Linked DNA regions of Zea mays: regions 1 and 3 are each linked to region 2. A link is a contact called in public Hi-C data. All regions are on one chromosome and are shown on one strand. Each heading gives the region's core, a stretch centred on a gene start, on an enhancer-like site or on the middle of the called end of the contact. The rest is flanking DNA. Distances are from core to core; before and after follow the strand shown. Region 1 overlaps LOC100286119 (G-patch domain containing protein). Region 2 holds the start of LOC100191395 (aberrant lateral root formation 4). Region 3 holds the start of LOC100286119 (G-patch domain containing protein).

Evidence for each region. Hi-C and Micro-C count contacts between places; a contact is called where the count stands out from the background.
Region 1: a contact with region 2 is called in a Hi-C map of leaf, with 2.7 times the contacts expected there. The contact joins the enhancer-like site here to the promoter of LOC100191395 in region 2. A contact is called at or near these places in 9 of 25 Hi-C or Micro-C datasets (bundle sheath, ear, leaf and 3 more).
Region 3: a Hi-C map of endosperm shows a contact between it and region 2, with 3 times the contacts expected there. The contact joins the promoter of LOC100286119 here to the promoter of LOC100191395 in region 2. A contact is called at or near these places in 12 of 25 Hi-C or Micro-C datasets (bundle sheath, ear, endosperm and 5 more).

Annotation. Positions count from the first base shown.
Region 1 is chr1:148,456,500-148,459,639 of Zm-B73-REFERENCE-NAM-5.0, forward strand. It overlaps LOC100286119 (G-patch domain containing protein), which reads right to left. Exons shown (of 6, transcript NM_001159007.2): 6 at 2,250-3,120. The coding sequence ends at 2,440. Among protein-coding and RNA genes, the nearest start is that of LOC100286119, 18 kb to the right of the region's middle. Within about 2 kb of position 1,697, at least 17 of the 20 cell types and tissues checked have an H3K27ac peak or open chromatin away from gene starts, as enhancers often do. A contact at or near this core is called in bundle sheath, ear, leaf and 1 more, where this site is marked.
Region 2 is chr1:148,766,237-148,769,308 of Zm-B73-REFERENCE-NAM-5.0, forward strand. LOC100191395 (aberrant lateral root formation 4) reads left to right here and starts at 1,584. Exons shown (of 14, transcript NM_001136829.1): 1 at 1,584-1,756; 2 at 1,869-2,069; 3 at 2,185-2,334. The coding sequence starts at 1,643.
Region 3 is chr1:148,475,000-148,478,279 of Zm-B73-REFERENCE-NAM-5.0, forward strand. LOC100286119 (G-patch domain containing protein) reads right to left here and starts at 1,279. Exons shown (of 6, transcript NM_001159007.2): 1 at 1-1,279. The coding sequence starts at 1,212.

The sequences.
Region 1 (3,140 bases), core at 447-2,946, 310 kb before region 2:
CGCTAAGCGTCTTCTCAGACGACGGCGTGGCCGGCGACGCGCTCGCAGCAGACGACGACAAGGAAGAGGATGGCATGGTCACGTACTATTGGTGGCGGTGGACGGTCAGCTTGACGTGGGGCAGATCTCCGGTGGAGCAAGAACAGGGAGGGCAAGCAAAGAGATGAAAAAACTAGGGTTTCGGCAGCGCGTGCTCGAGTAGGTGAAAAACCTCAACCCGAGCCCAGCTTTTTATAGGCCTGGAGCGGTGCCTCGGGAACTCAACAGTCCCATAGTAACATGTCTCATCAACGGTCACATCTCAAAAAACCCCGTGGGACCACTTCGAGCGAGGGCAGCATTTTCGCCATCTCACGACAGACTTCGGCACCAGCTGACTTAGTGGAACTGGTCCCTTAGAGGGAAAATGTTGGGGCGAAGGTGTAACGCCCCCCTCGCTCGATGTGTCCGCGCCAGAGGATTCAAGACTGAAGACCACAAATGCCTAAAAATTGAGCCACTCTGCGAAGTGCTTAGGGACGACGCACTTGTGAATACTCAGGCACTACCTTCGCCCGGATAGGCCGACGCGAAGACCATCAAGGACTCCGGAGATCGAGCAAACTAGGACTACGAAGACCATGCGTTGTAATCTTCCACATTGTAAAATGGGGCCCGTGTATAGTCGGTCCATGTCACAGGGTCCCGACCATAGGCCGCCACGCTGGTAGGGCTGATAGAGGGTTGGCCCATGTCTATAATTGATTACGCTATAATGACCCGCCATAACCCCCCCAAGGGGGAATATTCCGGGGATAACCTAGGTAACTGAGGGTGTAATTGTCCTTGGCATGGCAGGGCCGACCCTCGGTTACCTATAAATACCCCCATAATGTACCATTGCGGGGGACGGAAAAAAACACAGTTGCCCTAATACCTTGCATCTACTAGCATCAAACCGCTTTCTATTCTCCCACCGTTTGAGCTTGGTTGGCCCCGAGTTAGCAAGTTCCAACACTCCCCTTAATCTTCCTCTTCTCTATGGGTGGATTGAAGGGAAAAGGACTATGTCACTTTAATGGTGTTGCGCTGCTTTGGTTCTCTTCAGAAATCTTAACAGGTGACTAACATCAGACACGATCGGGAAAGGATAATAGAGCGACAGTGGGTATCCGTAAGATTGGAGTGACCTAGTGCGAGGGTGTATGTGCTAAAGATGCATTTACGGTTAGATCCTCATTTGAAGACCCAGAAAACTCGTTTGCTAATTGCACCCAAGTCTTGTTTGCATACATTGTATTGTATGTTTTTCATGTACCATAATTTAGATATCTATTTTTATTTTCTATCCACATAGATATGTGAAGAGGATGGTTGCCCGCCTCTCCCTGCTGCTGGCGAGGACGACAGAGACAGAAGGGTAGGGATGAATACGGGATGGGTACCCGGAACGGGTATCGGATATGGGTACGAAAACGTGCGAAATTTTTAAATGCGGATACAGGTTTTTTTTGACGGGATGGATACGGATACTACACAGATATTGAATCCCGGATACGGGTAGAATACAGAATCGCGAGTACCCAGTAAGTACCTATCCTGGGTCAGATACGGGTAGCGGTGGTCGGATACCCGGACCAAAGTGATGCTGCGCTGCTGTCTGTGGGCTGCGTGCCTGTGCGCTTGATGCCTGGGCCTGCTGGCGGCTGTGCTGCTCCCTGCTGAGCCCATTACACCAATTCAGCAGAAAGCAAGGCCTAAAGCTTCTAGATTAGGTGGCCATTTGGTAGTGGCTGAGTCGATGAGAGACATCATGGTTGGTTTGGACGCTTGGTCGTGCATCGCTGAGGCATCGTGCACAGCTAACGTGGCATTTCTTATATTTGAACTATATATTTCTTAATTTATATAATTGTTGTAGGGTTGGACAATTAATATTATCAGGATGAACTACCCGACAACTATCCAGAATATCCCGTTTCTTACCCACCCGGATTATTACTCGGTCCCGTTTTGTATTCGTCCCGAATTTTAACTATCCATATCTAGTCTTGTATCCGATAAAAATACATTAGAGTAGGATAGAGGATAACCCTATATCTAGCTATATCCGTACCATTTTCATCCCCACATAAGAGAGGATGCAAGCAGCCGCAGCAGGGGTAGAGATTTCCGAGACTCGTGCGGCCTCGAGCGGATAAAGTTGACCTCTTCTCACTTAGTGATGAGCCTATTCACAATCATTCAGTTGCACAAGCAAGGGCCATAGAAAAATGAAACAAATATAACATTGATAGAACAAATATATAAAACTTCATTGAGAAGTTGAAAGAAACAAGTGAAAACCCATTGTTTCACCATTCAGGGTGCTCAAAGGTTCGCCCTCCCAGCAAACTATGTAATCCGCATGTAACAAGGAACACGACAAGAAAGATACATCAAATGCGAAAATGGTGTAAGCTAATATTTGTCCTCGGCTCCCAGTCCCCGTGATTTCGGTCGCCTTACTCCGGTCAAGGGGGTGGCAATGCCCTGGCCATCCTTCCCCAGTCCGGACCCTGGGACAAACCCCATATTCACCATCATTTTGGAGCCAAAACCCTTGGTGTGTTTCTCAAAGGAGCCAACGCCACTCGTCTCTGGTGCCCACACATTCCGCCTCAGCTCTGAAATTAATTTGATGGGTTCTGCCCTTGCTTTGATCGCCTCAGCCACACTGTCAAATTCTACACCTAGTCCAAGAGATTTGGGACGATGCACGGCTTGTATCGGCTGCACTATACCTTGGCCATCTTTACCAAGGCCAGTGCCCTCGATGAATCCCATTTTGGCCATCATCTTTGAACCAAAGCCCTTGGTGTGCACCTCAAAGGAGCCTAGATGGGTGGAGTTACTTTCAACAGGTTTAACACACGAGGTATCACCACCACTTGGGCCAGCTATTGCCTCAGTAAGGGAGTCCACAATGGTTCCACACTTGACAAAAGATACTGGACGCTCTGCGAAGGAGACCTGTTTCTTGGTAGATTTATTTCCACTGGATTCCCAGTGTTTTACACACTTTCCTGGAGCAGAATGGCCCTTCAGTCGTGCTGGGCCTTTAGAGCTCGAGACAGAGTTCTCAGATTCAGTCCCCAAAAGCTGGAATCATTTAACAAAGT
Region 2 (3,072 bases), core at 334-2,833:
CCTTGTGTTCTATTATTATTCAGTTAATGAGCCCTTGGACTACACTCGGTAGGAAGGGGTTCTTAACAAAAAGAAGACATGTTTCGGTCGTGTTTTAATTCACTTGAATAGAGATTAAGACCTTAATAAATCTCTACTATACTTAAAGCACCAGTTTCAACAGTCGTCCCGCATCATCTTTTTACAAAAAAGTCCCTCAACGGTCGTCCTGCGTCATCTTTTTACAAAAAGTCCCTACATTTCTTCCAAATCAACTCAGTGTAAAATGTTAAAAAGCAGTACAGGAGGTGGGGTTTGAACCCACACCCTTATGGAAGAAGGTTGGGAGACACTGGGCGAAGCTAACTAACCAGTAGAACATCATGCTTAGGTGTTTATAATATTGAATATAAATTGTACATATGTATATATGATTTTTTTGTAAAACAAAAAAATAATTGTGTCGGGCCGGGCCAGCACTACGGGCCGAGGCTACAACCCAAGCACCGCACGACGCTCGTGCCGGGTTGGCCCAGGCACTATTAAATGGGTCGTGCCTCGAACCGGCTCGCCAGACACGACTCATTTGGCCATCTATACCTCCCCACGATAATGATGATCCTTGCCTCAGTTGCCACCACCTCGTTCGCCATTCTACTTCTTTTCTCTCTCTCTCTCTCCTCATGCCTCCACCTTCGCGCCACCCCATTCTCGGCACAGGGCGTAGGAGCATGTGCCTACTCCTCGTATTCGTCTAACACCAGCCCAACACCGACTCGCGCAGTGTCTATTGCACGTCCACGAGGACGTTTCACATCATGCGCGCACCATCGTTTTCGCTGTCGTCGGACGTCCCGTTCGTCTTCCCGGCCTTCGCCCTATTCTTCCTCCCCAACTTGCTGCCCCCGCCCACGGTCGCAGCCGTGAGCCGACCGGCGCTCGTCAACACGGGTACGAGGCGAGTCGGTCAAAACTCCTGGCCTTTCTCCGTGCGTGCCGTCGAGGAGGACATGGTGGCGCCTGACACGCTTAGATTATCTTGGTGATGATGAGTCCAGGTCTGAGATATTGGACAACCAAGGCCCGTAGCGTGGCAGTAGTCGGCATATGCTACGGAGTTGGTGATAGCGTTGTGTCGCTTCGGCGGGTCCAGGGCTGGGAAGACACTCACATTCTCTCGCCCTTCTCGGATTGACCGTCTAGTGCGTGTGCCTCTCGGGTTGGAGCTGCTCCGGCTGGGCTTCTTTCTCCGATTGCGTGCTCTCTCCCTATATATCTAGCATTATACTACCTATGTTGCCTCCAGATGCACATATCTTCGTCGTGTCTTTCTTCGGCATGAACATGTATGTCCGCCTCTTCACTTCCCCTCTTGCTCTACGAAACCTTGAAAGTGGGGGAGTCGAGTGATGGGGTCTCTGATTTACTGCCTATGGTACCTGTGCGTTTATAAACAATATTATGCGAAGTGCGGAGACAATCAACAAAAAAATCTTAAAATTTTTTAGTGAATAATTTACGTGTGTATTGTTGTGAGCCGTCGCAATGCACGGTCTTTAAAAGTTTATAGACCTACGAAATATCTACATTGAAAATGTCACATGCTAAACTTTCCCCCCTACATAATCGGCAATAGTGCGGGCTGCGGCACCGCAGCAGCGCCATGAACGCCGTCGAACCCTCCGCCGCCGCCATCGCCGAAGACCCCATTACTCCGGCCGCCTCCGCAGCCCCGTACCCTGGCCGCCTCCGCGAAGCACTTACCGCCCTTTCCGAGGTAACCCATTAACCCGATCTTAGTACACCTTAATCTCTCGAACCAATTGCTTCTTTCCGGTCCCGGTCTCCCGGAGCCCTTTTAAACTCTCACCATCTCCGTTCCACCACAGGCTTGCGAGTCCGGCAACTTCAATGCTTCCGAAACCGCCTCCTTCACCATCTCCGACATTCTTGACACCGCAGCCGGCGTAAGTGGCGAGCTCGATGACGGGAGCGACGACAGCCAAGACGCGTCGAGGTCAGGGGCCTCCGAAGTGCTGCTTCGCGAGGTGCTCGAGTTCCTCTCTCGCCCGTCATCGATCTCGAACCAGGTCGGAACGCGTTCCTCTCGAATTGACGTGTCTTGCGATTTTTTTGATGTGCTTGGGAGAACGGATAACGATGGGTGTTTGGCGTACTGATTTCGTTGTTATGTCCTGACAACAGATGGCCCTTGACGCGCTCTCGCTTGTGCTTCCCAAACCCGTGGCGAAGCTAGGGGCTCGAATGGGGAGATGCCGGGATGTTGCCGCAGCTATCCTAAAGTTCTTCGTGACGAATTGCAATCCGAGGGACATGCTCTCCATCCTCTGTGAGGTTTGTTATACTTCGATTTATACAGAGAAATGCTATACAATGCTCTTTCTCTCTCTCTCTGTCCTCCATATCTGGCAGGCTTAGAAGAATTTTTTGGGGAGGCAGGCAGGCCAGGGAGTGGGGATAGGAGAGATGGCGGCGAGGTGGAGGCACGGTAATGCCACTTGAGCAGGCGGCGGTTAGGCCAGGTTGGGGGCGGGGCAACCATCATCAAGAGGTCTTCTGGGGGAGGGGAAGGAGGAGGTTGCTGCAGCGAGGTAGGGTCTCATTGGAGCTTCACGGCTGCGGCCGTAGCCGTAGAGCTCTAGCGAAACCCTACTGCGCCCGCAGGCTGGTTGGCTGTGGGGCATGTTAGGAGGAGGAAAAGAGGCAGAAAGGCTCTAAGTGACTGAGGACTCAGGAAGGGATAAACCAAGGCAAGCCAGCTAAGATACGAAGAAAAAACCGGACGACGGAAGAGCCCAAAACACTAGAGTGTTGCATAGACAAATTCTCTAGATATATTAATTTCTTGACTTCTCGTTCTTGGTTGCATAACTGTCGTTTCGCAATGACGATAGAACATTTCTCTGTTCTTGGGAATTTGAGCGTGTTAATGCTTGCAAGTTGTGTGTACATTTGCTGATAGGAAATTTCTCAACACTTAGGCCCCCTAGGAATCAGTTCATGTTCATAGGAAAAACACAGGATACATGAAGAATTTCATTGTTCCAAAGGGGACTTAGAATGCTGTTTGCA
Region 3 (3,280 bases), core at 29-2,528, 290 kb before region 2:
CTGATAGTTTTTGCTTTTCCTATCATCTTTAGGCCACGACTGTGAGAGCTGAGAGGATGATGATCCTGTCTTCATCCCCTTTCTTGACCTGTTTGGCATCCAGACATTGTTCACCATGAACATATCTTCCTGGTCCATCACTTGCATGCTTGACAAATCCCTGTCACAAACCATTCCTTTTCCCTTCCGCTGCTCAAGGGAGTTCCGCCTCTTCATCCCATACTGCTCGGATGCAGTCATTAGTGCATAACCCTCAAGCTTTTCCTTCCCCTTCTTCACAAACCCATCATTGTCATTTGTATACATCTGCTCTATAGTATCTGCATCACCCAAATTCATACTAGTGATCCACTTACTGCTCAACAGCTCGTCACTCCCACCAATACCCTCCATGTAATCAGCAACAACCTCATTGTCAACTGAAGAAGAATCCCCGGTGCTCAAATCTTCATCTGATTCCGATCCTAATGACTCGCTATCAGATATTGAATCTCTCTCCTCGCCTTGCCTATCTTCCTCGTCACTGTCACCATCATCATTCTCAAATCTCTCCCCATCACCTGAGTTGGGCTCTAAATCCACATCAGAGCTGCTCATCCGATCCGATTCTGATGATGAGATGTCCTCCGTGTAAATCCTGACTCCCCCAATCAACAAAAATCCTGGGTTGGCCTTCGCCCTCTGCTCCTGCTTCCGCTTGGGCGTCTTGAAGGAGACATCTTCCTCTGTCAGCTCTTTCAATTTGAGCTCCATCTCATCGTGTCCTCCATCCCGGAATCCTAACCCGAGATGCAGCCCTCTATCACAGGCCTCCTCCTCGTCCGCACTCAGCACAAGCCCGGTCTCACCGAGCACGGCGGGGCCGTACGAGTACATCGGGACGGAAGCGGCTGGGTCGGCGCAGGGTGCGGTGTCGATGGTCACCTCCAGTGCCTGCGCCTGATCACGCTCCGGATAAGCGGAGCAGGAGCGGAGGGAAGGATAGCTAAAGGGGACGGCGTGGGAGGACTCGCCATCGGAGTAGGCGCCGCAACGCCGGGCGCACCGCCCGCGGCTGCGGCCGCCCGAGGCGGGGGAGAAGGCGGCGGCGACAGAAGCGGGGGAGACAAAAGACGGGAGCTCGGGGACGGGACGACGACGACCTGCGCCGGCGCTACGCTGAGGCCCGCCGGCGGTGGGGTTGCGTGCGCGGCGGCGCTTGCCGCCGGGCATTGTTTTGGTGGCTAGGATTGCGATGTGCTCGCGTCAGGCCTGGCGTGACCGACGCGAGCGGCGGTTTGGTAGCCTGTCTTTCTTGAGGGCTAAGATAATAAAACCGTGCGCTAGTTTGGGAGCCGCAGAATTGGAAGAGATTGGAGAGCTAAAATCCTCTCCTTATTTATTTTCAAGGAGTAAATAGAAATTATAATAGAAAGAGCAGGCCTGCGAGCAGTGAGTGCCCTTTGTAAGTTGCGAGCCTACCTATCAAACTATAGGCGCCTTACCGCCCTCCTTACTTTTTTGAATTAGAAAGAAGGGAATGAAAGACAAAGAAAGAGATCATGTTATTTATGATCGGAGAAAAAGAAGGGGCGTGGTTGATGTGTCACTGGGAACTCATATGAAGGGGAGGCGACCGGCCTCATTCACATCTGAAATCGCCAACATGAACACAAACGAAATCGTCGAATTTTGTATAGAAAAAAAAAGAACCACTTCTATTCTCTTCTCTTTTCTTAGGTATATGAAGAATTGCTTTTTGGTCCCTTTCATCCAGTGGTTAGGACATCGTCTTTTCATGTCGAAGATACGGGTTCAATTCTCGTAAGGGATATTACTTCATCCTAGCCTTCAAATCGTTGGTGATGATTATCATATAATCCCCTTGCTTTGGAGTGAAGAAAAGAAGTTCGATCAGTTCATTCAATTAGGAAGCGTCAAACTAGGCTTTTCTTTCAACGAATGTCTCATTCTAATCTACCTAACGGATCCCTTTGCTACTAAGCGAGCCAACTATCTATCGACAGACCCATCAGCTTTGCACTTAACTAACCCATTTATTTCCAACAGTTTGACGCCCCATTCCTCGTTTTCCCACTTGTACTTCTATGCCTTGCCCTATGGAGAGGAGTCTTCTTTCTTCGGAAAAAACGACCGAACTCGATTAAGTATTTCCCATAGAGAAAAAAGCCCACTAATAACTGGAGGTAGTAGCCCTTCCTTCAAAATGAATAAGGAGGGGATTTTAGCTCTCCAATCCCCTCCGATTATACGGCTCCCAAACTAGCCTTGTGTTTGGTTGTTTGGTCGGGGCGTGGAGCCTAGCCACATGGCAAGGATACAAGGGTTTGTTTAGACGGACAGGTCGCCTATATAATTATTTAAAAAGTAATTATTTAAAGATTGATTTGCACTGTTTTATATTGTAGAAATCAGTGTTCGCTAAGTAAAATTTAAATATGGGTATAAGGTAATGTTTGGTTACAGAGCCAGTTAGAATGGAGCGTGGCTCCATCCCAGGGAGGTTGCGACTGTGATCAGGAGATTTTGAAGATAAATGATTTCGTATTTTAGCACAATTTTTTACAACCACTCTATTCCACAGAACCAATCCAAACAACAACAAATTGAGAATGGAGTGGCTCCATCCCATCATACTTTGGAACTATACATGTCTAAATGGGCGGACCGCGCCGACCCGGCCCCAGCCCGACTAGGGCCAGCACGGATTGGGATCGTGCCGGCCCGGCTCGGATTAGCTAGCGGGCCGTGCCGTGCCGGCCCACGGGCCTCCAGCGAGGCCCAAGCACGACACGCTAAGGTATTAATCGTGCTGGGTCGGCCCACGACCCGATGAGCCTAACGACCCTATAATAGTATATGGTGTTTAAATGATAAAAATATATTAAAAATATACATATATGAATGTTTAAATCATAGTTATTAGCTATAAACACTTATTTACACCCACAAAACCAACATATTTCTTGTATTTTATACTCTATATTCAAGTATATTATATGTATTTGTATGAAAAATGAAAAAAACGTGTTGTGTCGTGTCGTGCCTTAGGCCCAGGCACGGGCCGGTGACCGGGCCAGGCCGGCACGGGCCCGCTTTGCTTCGTGCCGGCCGGGCCAAATCCGTGCTGGGTTCCGGGCCACCCGGCAAGCCCGACCCACCTGGACATCTATATCCAAAACCAAATACTACCTAAAATTTCTCCTCCTGTATAGTAAGATTCTTCCCAGATATCATCATCTCCTGCAACAGTTCCCTTAAATCACCCCCTAAATTCTAT